Linked DNA regions of Mus musculus: regions 1, 3 and 4 are each linked to region 2. Evidence: chromatin contacts called from public Hi-C and promoter capture Hi-C data. All regions are on one chromosome and are shown on one strand. The core of a region is the stretch at or near the end of the contact, and the rest is flanking DNA. Distances in the headings are between cores, read along the strand shown.

The links. Promoter capture Hi-C pulls out the DNA fragments that hold promoters and counts their contacts. Hi-C and Micro-C count contacts between places; a contact is called where the count stands out from the background.
Region 1: a contact with region 2 is called in a promoter capture Hi-C map of pre-B cells, with 3 times the contacts expected there. The contact joins the promoter of Cdk5rap2 here to the promoter of Tlr4 in region 2. A contact is called at or near these places in 1 of 39 promoter capture datasets (pre-B cells) and 3 of 484 Hi-C or Micro-C datasets (B cells, LSK cells and hematopoietic stem and progenitor cells).
Region 3: a Hi-C map of B cells shows a contact between it and region 2, with 5 read pairs. The contact joins the promoter of Akna here to the promoter of Tlr4 in region 2. A contact is called at or near these places in 1 of 39 promoter capture datasets (liver) and 1 of 484 Hi-C or Micro-C datasets (B cells).
Region 4: a promoter capture Hi-C map of pre-B cells shows a contact between it and region 2. The contact joins the promoter of Megf9 here to the promoter of Tlr4 in region 2. A contact is called at or near these places in 1 of 39 promoter capture datasets (pre-B cells) and 1 of 484 Hi-C or Micro-C datasets (pro-B cells).

The regions. Positions count from the first base shown.
Region 1 is chr4:70,409,074-70,411,773 of GRCm38.p6, reverse strand. It overlaps Cdk5rap2 (CDK5 regulatory subunit associated protein 2), which reads left to right and starts at 1,339. Exons shown (of 37, transcript NM_145990.4): 1 at 1,339-1,562. The coding sequence starts at 1,507.
Region 2 is chr4:66,826,265-66,828,964 of GRCm38.p6, reverse strand. Tlr4 (toll-like receptor 4) reads right to left here and starts at 1,414. Exons shown (of 3, transcript NM_021297.3): 1 at 1,044-1,414. The coding sequence starts at 1,133.
Region 3 is chr4:63,402,188-63,404,887 of GRCm38.p6, reverse strand. It overlaps Akna (AT-hook transcription factor), which reads left to right and starts at 1,443. Exons shown (of 22, transcript NM_001045514.3): 1 at 1,443-1,669.
Region 4 is chr4:70,533,496-70,536,195 of GRCm38.p6, reverse strand. It overlaps Megf9 (multiple EGF-like-domains 9), which reads left to right and starts at 1,268. Exons shown (of 6, transcript NM_172694.2): 1 at 1,268-1,968. The coding sequence starts at 1,374.

The DNA of each region.
Region 1 (2,700 bases), core at 90-2,589, 3.6 Mb before region 2:
TCCCCATCCATGCATGCTGACTCCTTTGTTCTTTCCCACTGCCTGCTCTCCCTCTCCCTCCACCTCCCCACTTTCCCTCTCCCTCCCCCCTCTCCTACTTTCATGTTCTTTTCCTCCTCACTGAGTTTAATTAGGGTTGTGTGTATGAGTATGGATGGGGGTTATTCAGTGGTCCTCCTCCCAAGCAATTATAGATCGCATGTCTGAACTTTAAGTTCTAAGTTGGAAAAAGAACAGAATACTTGTGGAATATAGCCTGTGTGCACCATTTAGGGCGTTGGGGTTTAGAAGGACCTGGGCTCAAATCATATCTCTGTTTATTGCCAGTTTGCAAAGAAAGAGTGTTTAGGGTTGTAGGGACATGAGAATTATTATTGAAAGAATTCCTAAAGTTATCTCAGGTTATTCTTACAAAAAATAACTTGCAGATTGTCCAGTCAAAGGGATGTGACAGAACAGGTTTACTGCCAGGGACCACTGTTCCACATCCAAGCCTTCTCCTCTCCAGTCTTCCCCAACCCTCCCCTCCCCTTCCTTATTCCTGGGTAGATTTATTAAAGAAAAGTGACAAAAACTCCTGAGAGTGGGAGGAGTTTCAAGGCAGGAAAAGCTGAAATTCCAATTTAATCTGGACCTTTGTTTGGGAGGGGAGAAATGTCTCTTCTTAGAATACATTCACTGGCCAAGAAGGTTAAAACATGGTTCCAGAGTGCTGAGATGTTGATACGAGGAGCTAAGGATCTGGTTTTAGTGGATAGTAAACTTGTTTATTACTTTGGGCAAGTAATTTCTTCTCTCTGAGTCTCTGTTTACTGATTGCTGGTGCATGAGTCCTAATAGTAACAAAATGCACATGAAGTATGGGTGACCCCTTTATAGGCATGCCGCTTGAAACTAACCCTGTAAACTACCGTTTGTAATAGCGCTCCACAGGTGGTATTTTTCTAAATCGAAGCAGAACTCAATTATCTGAGTCTCAACTTAAGGCAGAGCCTTTTGGGTAGAAAGAGCCTAAGGAGCGATTTTGGAGTCATGAGTCTGGAACACCAAACAGATTGATACTCTGAGCTGTTCCACCTCCCGCTTAAATTAACTGATCCCGGCGGACTTTTACCCTCAACAAATATGGCGCTCGCCTTGGCTTCGGCCCGAATGCCCTCACCCACGAAACATGGCTACCGCTTCTTTTCTCCTAGTGTTGCACGCTGGAGTGCGCAGGTTCTGCCCTGAGTTAAGATGGCGTCCAGGCAAAGCTCTTCTTGCCCGGTTTCGGGTCGTTGCAGGGCGGCTTCACCGCGCGTGCCTGGGTGACCCCGCCTTGTTTCCGTAGGAAGAAGCGCCGGGAAAGATGGCGGCGGCTGCGGTTTGAATTCCAGCGGCGCCGCTTGACTGAGAACAAGAGCTGGGTTGGAGGGGGCGGGACCTGGGGAACCGAGCGCGCCGCGACTGCCGGGGAACCAGTGGCGCTGCCGCCGCCGACACCGGCGCCACCACTCTGCGTTCACGATGGACTCGGGGATGGAAGAGGAAGGCGCCCTGCCTGGGACCCTCAGCGGTTGCAGGTGTGGCCCTGGCTTTGGGATTCGTGGTACCTGGGTTGGGGTTCCCGTTGATGGCGACTCACTCCCTGGAGGCCTTCGGTTTGCTTGGGGATGGTCTCGGCTGCGCCCCGAGTGTGGTGGGACCTGGGTGTCCAGCCAGCACTACATTGGACTGTGTGTTGTGTGTTCTGGAGTACTTTGAGGACGATGTGTAGGCTAGGCAGGGGGGCTTTTTGAAAGAGTGTGAGGAGATGGGTCTAATTAGTAGGGGGTGGCTGGAACTGGACATCAGAGCACTTAGGTGGTTGATTCTTGTTTGGGGCTTTGCATTCATTATGGGGAGTGTAGTTGTTATTTTAGACTTTGTTTATGGGGTCACGGGACAAAGTTCTGTGGAGCCTTGGCTAGAGATGGACAAAATTTAATTAAAAAAACGGCCTATACCCTGACCACGTAGGTGACCTTGGTAAGTTGACTTCCCCACTGAAAAGTGTACTAACGCCGATGTGCACTCACCAAAAACGGGATGAGAATGAAAAGAAGCAATGGCTACCCAGCAGTTGTATTGGCTGACATTCAACCGTGGTGAAAAGGATGATGACTACCACTATTACAAGTTGTGGCTTCTCTTCAGATCCCCTGGGACCAGAAATTGGATTATTTGGGGCATTTAGAGCGGGCGGATGGCATGAGAACTAAACTAGGAGATCTGCTAATGCTCTCCTCCTTTCTCTCTCAGCCTTGACTGGACAGATGCTGCATTCATACCTGCTCATTCATCTCTTAATCTGCCCTAGGCCCTCCAGGTGCCTTGTCATCTTCAGGATGAAGTTCTCTACTGTGGCTTCCAAGTTTCTCTATAATTGGCTGCATCTGCCTCTCTAGCCTCCCCACCCCCCACCCCACCCCTTCCCAACCCTGTCTCTTCTCCAAGCCCTCTACCCTGTGCCTGACTGCCAAGCTCGGTCAGGAACGATCTTACTGAGTTGTTCCTTGTTCTCAGGCTTGGGTACCTGCTGTTTCTGCTGTGTCCCTTATTTACATCCAGGTTCCACTGCTAGGAGATCCACACTGACGGTCCCACCCTTGTCTGGGCTCTCTGTACTGGGCTCTCTAGCTCCCCTGACCTGTCTCTGTCCTAACGTGGTTGACAGTGACC
Region 2 (2,700 bases), core at 165-2,664:
ACTCATTGAACCAGTTTTGAGCTTCTGAGCCTACCTCACCCCGAATTCCTTCCTTGTTTGCTCAGTTCTATTGTGAGCTTCTAAGATAATTGCGTGGTCTGTGCAGGAGGAAAACAAGAATGAGTCATGGGTCAGATTACTCACGACTCAGTATTCGACCAAAACGGGAGTTACTGCCTTAGCAGTAACTAATTGATGTTTTAAGTTGCTCTGTCCCTCTCCTTCCCTCACCCCTCCCATTTCTTTATCTCCTAGAATTAGTTGCAGAATACTAAAATCACTTAGAAAAGTCTTTGTGTTTTTGTGTGTTTTGTTGTTTTATTTTTTAATAGAAATTCTTTCATTTAAGACAATTGTTCCCTTTATTCATTTGTGTGTGTGCTCATGCATATACACACCTGCCAAGGCAGACACTTGCAAGTGAGAAGACATCTTAAAGGAGGAGATTCCCTGCCTCTAACTTGTGAGGCTTGAGGCTTGAACTCAGATTTTCATCAGGCTTGGCAGCCACTGACCTTACCTGCTGAGCTACCACTCAAAGCATCTCAAAGATGCTTCGAAAGCAGCAGAAAAGACACAGCTACCTTCACTTGATTTGGAAAGGGAAGGAATGACCGCTAAAAGCTGAGTGGCCAGAGTTCCCACAGAAAGCCCTGAAATTACAGCCTACTTACATTTTTCAGTGATTACAGTCATGCTTTCGTCCCGTGAATACTGGCCTCAGAGACGTTCAGTAAGTTCTTTAACGACTCTCAGGTATGTCACAGAACAATGACTATAAACTAGTTTTACTAATTTCAAGTCCCTAAATCATGACTCAGACGCCTTAAATGAAACAAGACACCCCTGGCTGCCTGTTCCTGCCCTGTGTTAACACTGAGGCTTTTTGTTGCCAAGGCTTCTCAAGTTTTTGGTTAGTTTAACTCCTTCGTGCAAAATAAACTAAGCAGAGCACACACAGGGAGCTCTGAGCTGTGGATAGTTTTGAGAAACAAGGCAGGCTAGCAGGAAAGGGTGTGATCACATGCGATCAAGACACATACCTCTATGCAGGGATTCAAGCTTCCTGGTGTCAGGCAGGAGAAGAACAGTGCCATGATCAGAGTCCTAGCCAGGAGCCAGGGAGGCATCATCCTGGCATTTTCTGCAACCAGTGGAGGCCATGAGAGAACATGACGATCTGTAACTGGTGGCAGCGCAGAGTCCCTGGGACACCTGCCTCTTCCCTCCCAGTGGGTGCCCCTCTGCAAGTACTATATTCAAAGAGGAAGTGAGAGTGCCAACCTTAGCATTCTCACTTTTGGTTTTGTTCTAGAATCGATCTGCCCCGTCGCAGGAGGGAAGTTAGAAGACTGAAGACTAGAACAGGAAGAAGGCGTTTGCTGACCGACTGGAGGAACAGCAAGAGGAAGCTGGCTTTCATCCCAGGAAGTCATCTGACCTCTGGGCTTGGTGAAGGCAGGGAACTGGCGTGGAGCAACATCCTCATTCCTTCTTTATTTTCAACAGAGGATGCTTACTGCTTCAGTTAGACTCCCAAGTCTCCCAGAGCACAGTATTAGGGACTGGATGTTTCAGACTAGAGGAACATATTTTCTCACAATGCTAGAGATTAAAACCCAGGATGAAGATATCATCAGTTGCCGTGTCTTGTGTCATGATGCTTTCTTTTACCTATGTGTGTACGTGTTCATTCGTTCACGGGGGGGATGTATATTTCGTGTGTGTGTGTGTGTGTGTGTGTGTGTGTGTGTGTGTGTGTGTGTGTGTGTGTGTGTGTAAAAGCCAGAGTTCACTATTGAGTGCCTTCTGCAGTTCTCAGTTCTCAATCTTCTTTTATTATTAATTACTATTTATTATTGGAAACAGGATCATAGTGTTTATTATTAAAAGGAGAACGTTCAGGAAAGATAGGAGCAGGCTCGTGAGCTGTGGGAGAAACTCAAGAGGCTCCACCATTGTTTTGGAGCCGAGGTCTCTAACTGAACCTGGTACTGATTCCTTGGCTATACTGACTGATCAGTTAAGTTTTGAGATCTCCCACCTGTAGCTAGCCTTTTCCCAGTGCTGGAATTATAGATATCAGCATTCGGGTTTTTGTTGTTTGTGATGTTGTTTTTTTACGATGTTTGCTTTTTATTTGTTTATTTATTTCATTTTTTTAAATGCTGTTACTGAGGATCTGCAGGTCTTCATGAATTTGAAACATTTTATCAACTGAGATATCTCCCTGGCCCCTGACCTCTTTTTTTAAAATAATCAGTTATATTGTATTAAGGCAGACCCATAAGACATTAGTTTACTTTAATTATCTCATTAAATTCAAGTCATAGGACATGGCACTGGGAGATGAATTTTTAAATTGCAGTCACAGAAACAGGCACAGCCTATGAATTTTAGGGAACAGTACATAATTCTACATGTGACACTGCTAGTGAAGAAGTAGTGAAGGGAATCAGAAGTTGCTGAAGTAAAGGTCAGGTCAGATGACTAAACACCAGATCACCTTGTCCAAATGATTTTATTTCCTGAGCCTCATTTTCAGCCCTGTAAACCTGAGAACAGTTTTTACCTCCCTCCTTCTTTACATATTTACATTATTTGACATATCTAAATACTAATATTTAGAATACATACACTTAGAAGGCTATGTGATTCTGCTTGGATCATCTGTGGACTGCTGGCATGTGGTAGCTTCCC
Region 3 (2,700 bases), core at 194-2,693, 3.4 Mb after region 2:
CACAGAAAGGAAAACCATGGCTCTAGCCACTGAGGTCACAGTGCCAGCAGGAGGTGAGGCTGGCATGCTGGCATTGAACTCCCTGGCCTATGGACTCTAAGATTCTCTCCATCACTCTTGGGTGGTCCCCAGCCTGGCTGCTCCCTTGAGGTCCCCCCTCCCCCCCCAGGGCTTTCTGGATGGCAGAGGGTTGACCTCATGTCTCTTCTGTTTCCTGACTCTCTGGGTCAGCAGGGGCAGAGTAGAGAGCCAGGAGCGGACTTAGGGCTCCTGCAGCATCTTCCTTCTACCTGGCTCCTGCCTCCTCCTGCCTGCCCCGTCAGCCTGGATCCTGAAGGTCAGATTCTGTACCTCCTGCCCCGGCCCCTGAGTCCTCTCACATCATATCCTGTTGTCTTCAAGGGCCTCCTGCTTCTCTCAGGTCTCTGCAGCTGCCTTTCTAGAACATTCTCATCAGTCATGCTTGCGGCTTGCTTCTGCCTCTCTGTCCTTCCGGCCGCTTGTGTGACTGTGGCCTCCCCACCCAGACCTTCCTGATAGTCCTGCCTCACCCCCACTCAGCTTGTTACTCTCAGGCCCCTGTCTTCAGCCAGGGCAGGTCCAGCATCTGAGACCTGAAACCTCGGGTGTTTCCCTAGGATCTGCGAGTCCTCAGCCTCAGAGATACCAAAGCAGCAGGAGACGTTGGTCACCAGCCTGTCTCATACTCTGCCTCAGGCACACCTGACATCTTACACACTTCACTATAGAGTGAAGGGCCAGGTGTGATGTGTCTGTGTCCCACCCTGCTTCTTCAGATGGCTACACCTCTCACAGAGGTGAAGGGACCTGAGGAGCCACAGGTTGGCCATGAAGATAATTCTGTTCCTTCATCTCTGGGGCCTCTGAGGGAGAAGCTACAAGAGGAGATGTTCACCTGATCCTCTAGTTCTTCCTTCTTACCTAGACAATTCCAGTGCAGGCTCATCTTATCTCTAGGCATGGACAGTAAGTGGAAGGGCAGAAATCCCTAAGTCTGCCCTGAGATGATGAGACTTGTGTTAGTAGACGAAGTTAAAGCTGGACAGACAGGAGCAAGCGCCAAGGCTGAGGTTCCCCTTTCCCTCCTGTGAGGATGGGCAATGAGACCTACACAGTGGGAGAGGCTTTGATAAAGTCTTCGGTGATGGAAGAGACCAATTTTGGGGTGGGAGTGGAGGAACTGCAGGCTCCTCTTCCTGGGACCGGCATGCAATGTGACTTTAGCCAAGCCTTCTCTGGACTTCCTGCTCGTACAAGCACGGTTGTGGTTGCAACTGAGGTGGTCTCAAACTCAAGGCCTCAGAAGTTCTCTTCCCATCAATGCAGCCCCACACTTGCCCAGCAAAGGGTTAAGCTCTTGGCGCCAGCTCCGCAGAGTAACCCCCCCTCCTTTTCACAAACACTTGTAGGAAATCAGGCTGGGCGCTTCCTGCAAGGAGGAGGAGGCAAGGCAAGGCCTCAGCTGCAGGGGCGGGGAGAAGTGGGGAGGGATGCTTGTCTGTGAGCTGAGGCCGTTCTGGCTGGCAGAGCAGTCTGGAGGCGTTCCAGGCTGCTGTGGAGGCAGGGGGCTCCCCAGGTTTGAAACAAAGACCTTGTGGGCAGCTCCCCTGAGCCCAGGCCGGCAGGATGGTGGTGTAGTACTAGTGAGGTAAGGAGCTGAGCCAGGAGGAGGGCCAGAGGGAAGGCCGCCTTCCCTCTGGATGGGCCAGTCATAGACTCTGGACAACCCTGGCAGGCAGCCCAGCCCAGCCAGGAAATCACAGCTACGCAGCTGCTGCCACTCCTGTCCAGTTCTGGGAGTCCGGCCCCCACGAAAGAGTGGACCCCAAGATGCTAGTTTCCAGTTCCAGATCCAATTTGGTTCCCTTGGTGAACTTGGACCCGTGTTGGTCCCTCTCTGTCCCCCGGGGTGGGCTCATCTCAAGGCCAGTTAGTGCTTGGGTTACTGAGGGTCTCGAGATGTTCGGAAGTGAGGAACAGGCCAGGAGATGACACCCTCCTACCCAAATAAGGGCAGGGACAAAGTGGGGGCCAGGAAGCCAGCTTAGAGCTACAGTAGGACAAGATGAGAGTCAGTAATAGCCTGGCCCCTTGTTAGTTCCTCCCAGGCTCTTTGGGTGAGCCAAGGGACAGTCCGGGGACATCCGTCATGGGTATCTCCACTTGCCGCAGGCCAAAGGCCACTCCTGTGAACAGGTCTATGCCCTGCCACGGATCCAAACTTGCTTTGGAGCCCCACAGCCCAGCCCTTCAAAAGGGTCCAGCAGCTTGGTAAGGAGGTCTTTCCCCTGCCATCCTCCTGCCTCCTATACATCTCCTGGCCTTGGTTTAATAGTCACAGTGTTCTAAACTTCCTGGTTGTTCTCATTAGGTGGGTGCCTCTGTTTCCTCATCGGGATGAGGTTAAGGTGGGGATGTCCTGGCTCTCTCTAGCTGGGTAGCATGGAGATTCTGAATGCCAGGGCTGCTGAAGGTTGAAGCTTCAGTGGGGGAGGATCATCCTGGACACACACGCACACGCACGCACACACACACACACACACACACACACACACACACACACACACACACATGCACGCACGCACGCGCGCGCTCGAGAGAGAGAGAGCTGTATGAAGCAGTGTGTGGGGAACAGGGCATTGCCTAGCTAGTTGCTAAATAGAATCCCTGGAGGGTGTG
Region 4 (2,700 bases), core at 19-2,518, 3.7 Mb before region 2:
GTGAGGCTGTTGGGATGGAATTAAGCCATCAGATGACAAACTTGTCCTGCCAGATTGCACCTAAAAGTTGCTCAGCTGAGGCTACCATGTCCCGCAGCGCTGGATCCTGGGTGATGGTGCAAGTTTGCCTGCCTGATTTCCAACTTCCTCCAGAGTTTAATGTCATCCAGGGTCAAGCTCTGTTATCAGCCCAACCCCAATGCAGGCAACAGGCAGGAATCTCTGGGGACTCAGAGGCAATGCGGGCTGCTTTCCAACCTTAGGCTTGTCCTGACATAGTGCAACCCCAAGTGGTTAGCATTAATGACGGTTTACAACCGTGGGCCAAGCATTGGGTTAAACCCTTCAAGTACATGATTTCATTTTCACAACTCTGTGAGGGGGATGGGGTGTGCCCTCTCATCTCACCATTTACGTGGTTAAGAAAACTGCTTGAGCCACAAAACCACTCAGCAAGAGAGACAAGGAGCTGAAATTCAACCTGGTCATATTCTATTCTTTCCGAGGTTCTGAGCATAAACTGTGCATGCCAGTTTGTCTCCTCCACACCCTCTTGTGCTCAGGATGGGGCTCCAGGCCGTCCCATCTGGCTTAGTGCAGGCCCATGCCATCAGCAGGTGCTTAGTGGGGGCACAGAAGTTGGCTTGCTGAAGCCATCAGCAAGAGCTTTAATTTCCCCATCTCTGAAATGGGGTTGACAGTGTTGATACCGCAGGGCCAAGGCCGGCTGTCTTGAGCAACAGAGTGAGAGCCGAGCTCCATCTAATATATTAGCTGCCACCACCCTCGCCCGTCGCGGGGATGTAACCCAGCCCCCGCCCGAGTCCGGGTGCGGTTCCGGCGCCCCCATTGTTCAGAAGGGTGGAGACGCTGTCCACAGGGGACTCCCCGCCCCGGGTCCAGCTCGCAGCCCAGTGGAACAGATGATTTGGCCTGGAATCTGCCGCGCGGGCCGCGTCCTTTGTCTGCTCGGCGGCGTTGGATGCCCAAGGCCCGCGCCCCGCTCTGTGGGTAGACAAAGCCGGAGCCGCAGCGAACCCAGCCGGCTCCAACACCTCTCGCGCCTCCCGACGTCCCGCCCTCTTCCCTTGGAGTCCTCTGATTGGTCTGCGCCGTTACAAAGAGGCCGGGGAGCGGGCGGATCACGTGGGCCAACGCGGCTTCCGATTGGCCAGGCTTCGCTGCCTATCGAGGAGGGCGGGCAGTGCGCGCTCCGCCCAGTCGCTCCCTCCGCGTTGAGGCCCGCCCGCGGGGCCGGCCGCCTGTCAGAGGGAGGTGGCGATGGTGCTCTTGGTGGCGGCAGCGGCGGCAACGCTTTCCTTGGTCGGACGGCAGGGAGGAGAAGATGACTGACCGATCGACTGGATGAATGAATGAATGGCGGAGCCGAGCGCGCCATGAGGAGCCTGCCGAGCCTGGGCGGCCTCGCCCTGTTGTGCTGCGCGGCCGCCGCAGCCGCTTCCACAGCCTCGGCAGGGAATGTCACCGGTGGCGGCGGGGCCGAGGGGCAGGTGGTCCCGTCGCCCAGCCCGGGGCTTCGGGACCAAGCCAGCAGCCCCTTCCCTAAGACCGCGGCTCCCACCGCGCAGGCCCCGCGGACCGGTCCCCCGCGCACCACAGTCCGCAAAACCGGGGCTACAACCCCGTCAGCCGGCTCCCCGGAGATCATTCCTCCTCTTCGCACCAGCGCACAACCCGCTGCCACCCCCTTCCCGGCTCTGGACCTCTCGCCCGCCACCCCTTCGGAGGACGGACACACTCCCACCACGGAATCACCACCCTCCAGACCCGCGCCCACCACCCTTGCGAGCACAGTTGGCCAGCCGCCGACCACCTCTGTAGTCACCACCGCTCAGGCTTCCAGCACTCCAGGGACCCCAACTGCCGAGTCCCCGGACAGAAGCAGCAACAGTAGCGGAGTCCCGCCCACCGCACCTGTCACCGAAGCCCCTACTTCTCCTCCCCCAGGTGAGTCCTCTGGACCTTCCCCCAGGCACTGCCTATTTACACACCGGCCTCGTCACCCTGGCCGCTTCTTGCCCAAGAGCTTCCCAAGGGAAGATCCGAGCTCCAGTTAAAGTAAACCCCCAATCCCTCCAAATCTAGAAAGTCTTTTGTCCCCCAACCTGGTGCCATGCTCCATCCAGAGGGAGCTGCTGCTATATGGAAGGCTTAGGGTCTCTTCCTAAAACAGGGTTTTCTGGCCTTTGTCAGAGTCCCAGAATGGACACAAACTTTTGTATTGGATCCGCCCAGAAGGCCACCCTACCTGGGATATTTGGGGGAAAGTTTGAAAGCTAGGATGGTGCTTTATCAATGCGCAGGTAAAAACCTTTACGGGATTCCCCCAGATGAACAATGTAGTTTGCTTACAAACAGAAACGGCATTGTAGTCCGTGTTTTCTCTGCAAATAAGTAGATTTTATAGGTCATTTGGGACAGGTGTGTATCTAGGTTGAGCAAGTTTATAAATTAGGTTAAATCCCTTCCTTGCACCACTTCATTCTGTCTCAGTTCCAAGGTCAGTAATTGAGCAAATGCCATTTGAGCAGGGATGCCCATCTTTGCCCCTTTTTAAAGTAGGATGTTCATTACTGCTGATGCTGACATGCCAATTTCTGTTTGAACTCACAATAGGAAATGCAGCTCTTCTGCTGGTGAAAGTGTTCAAGCAAAGTTAAGATACAACTGCTGTTCTTT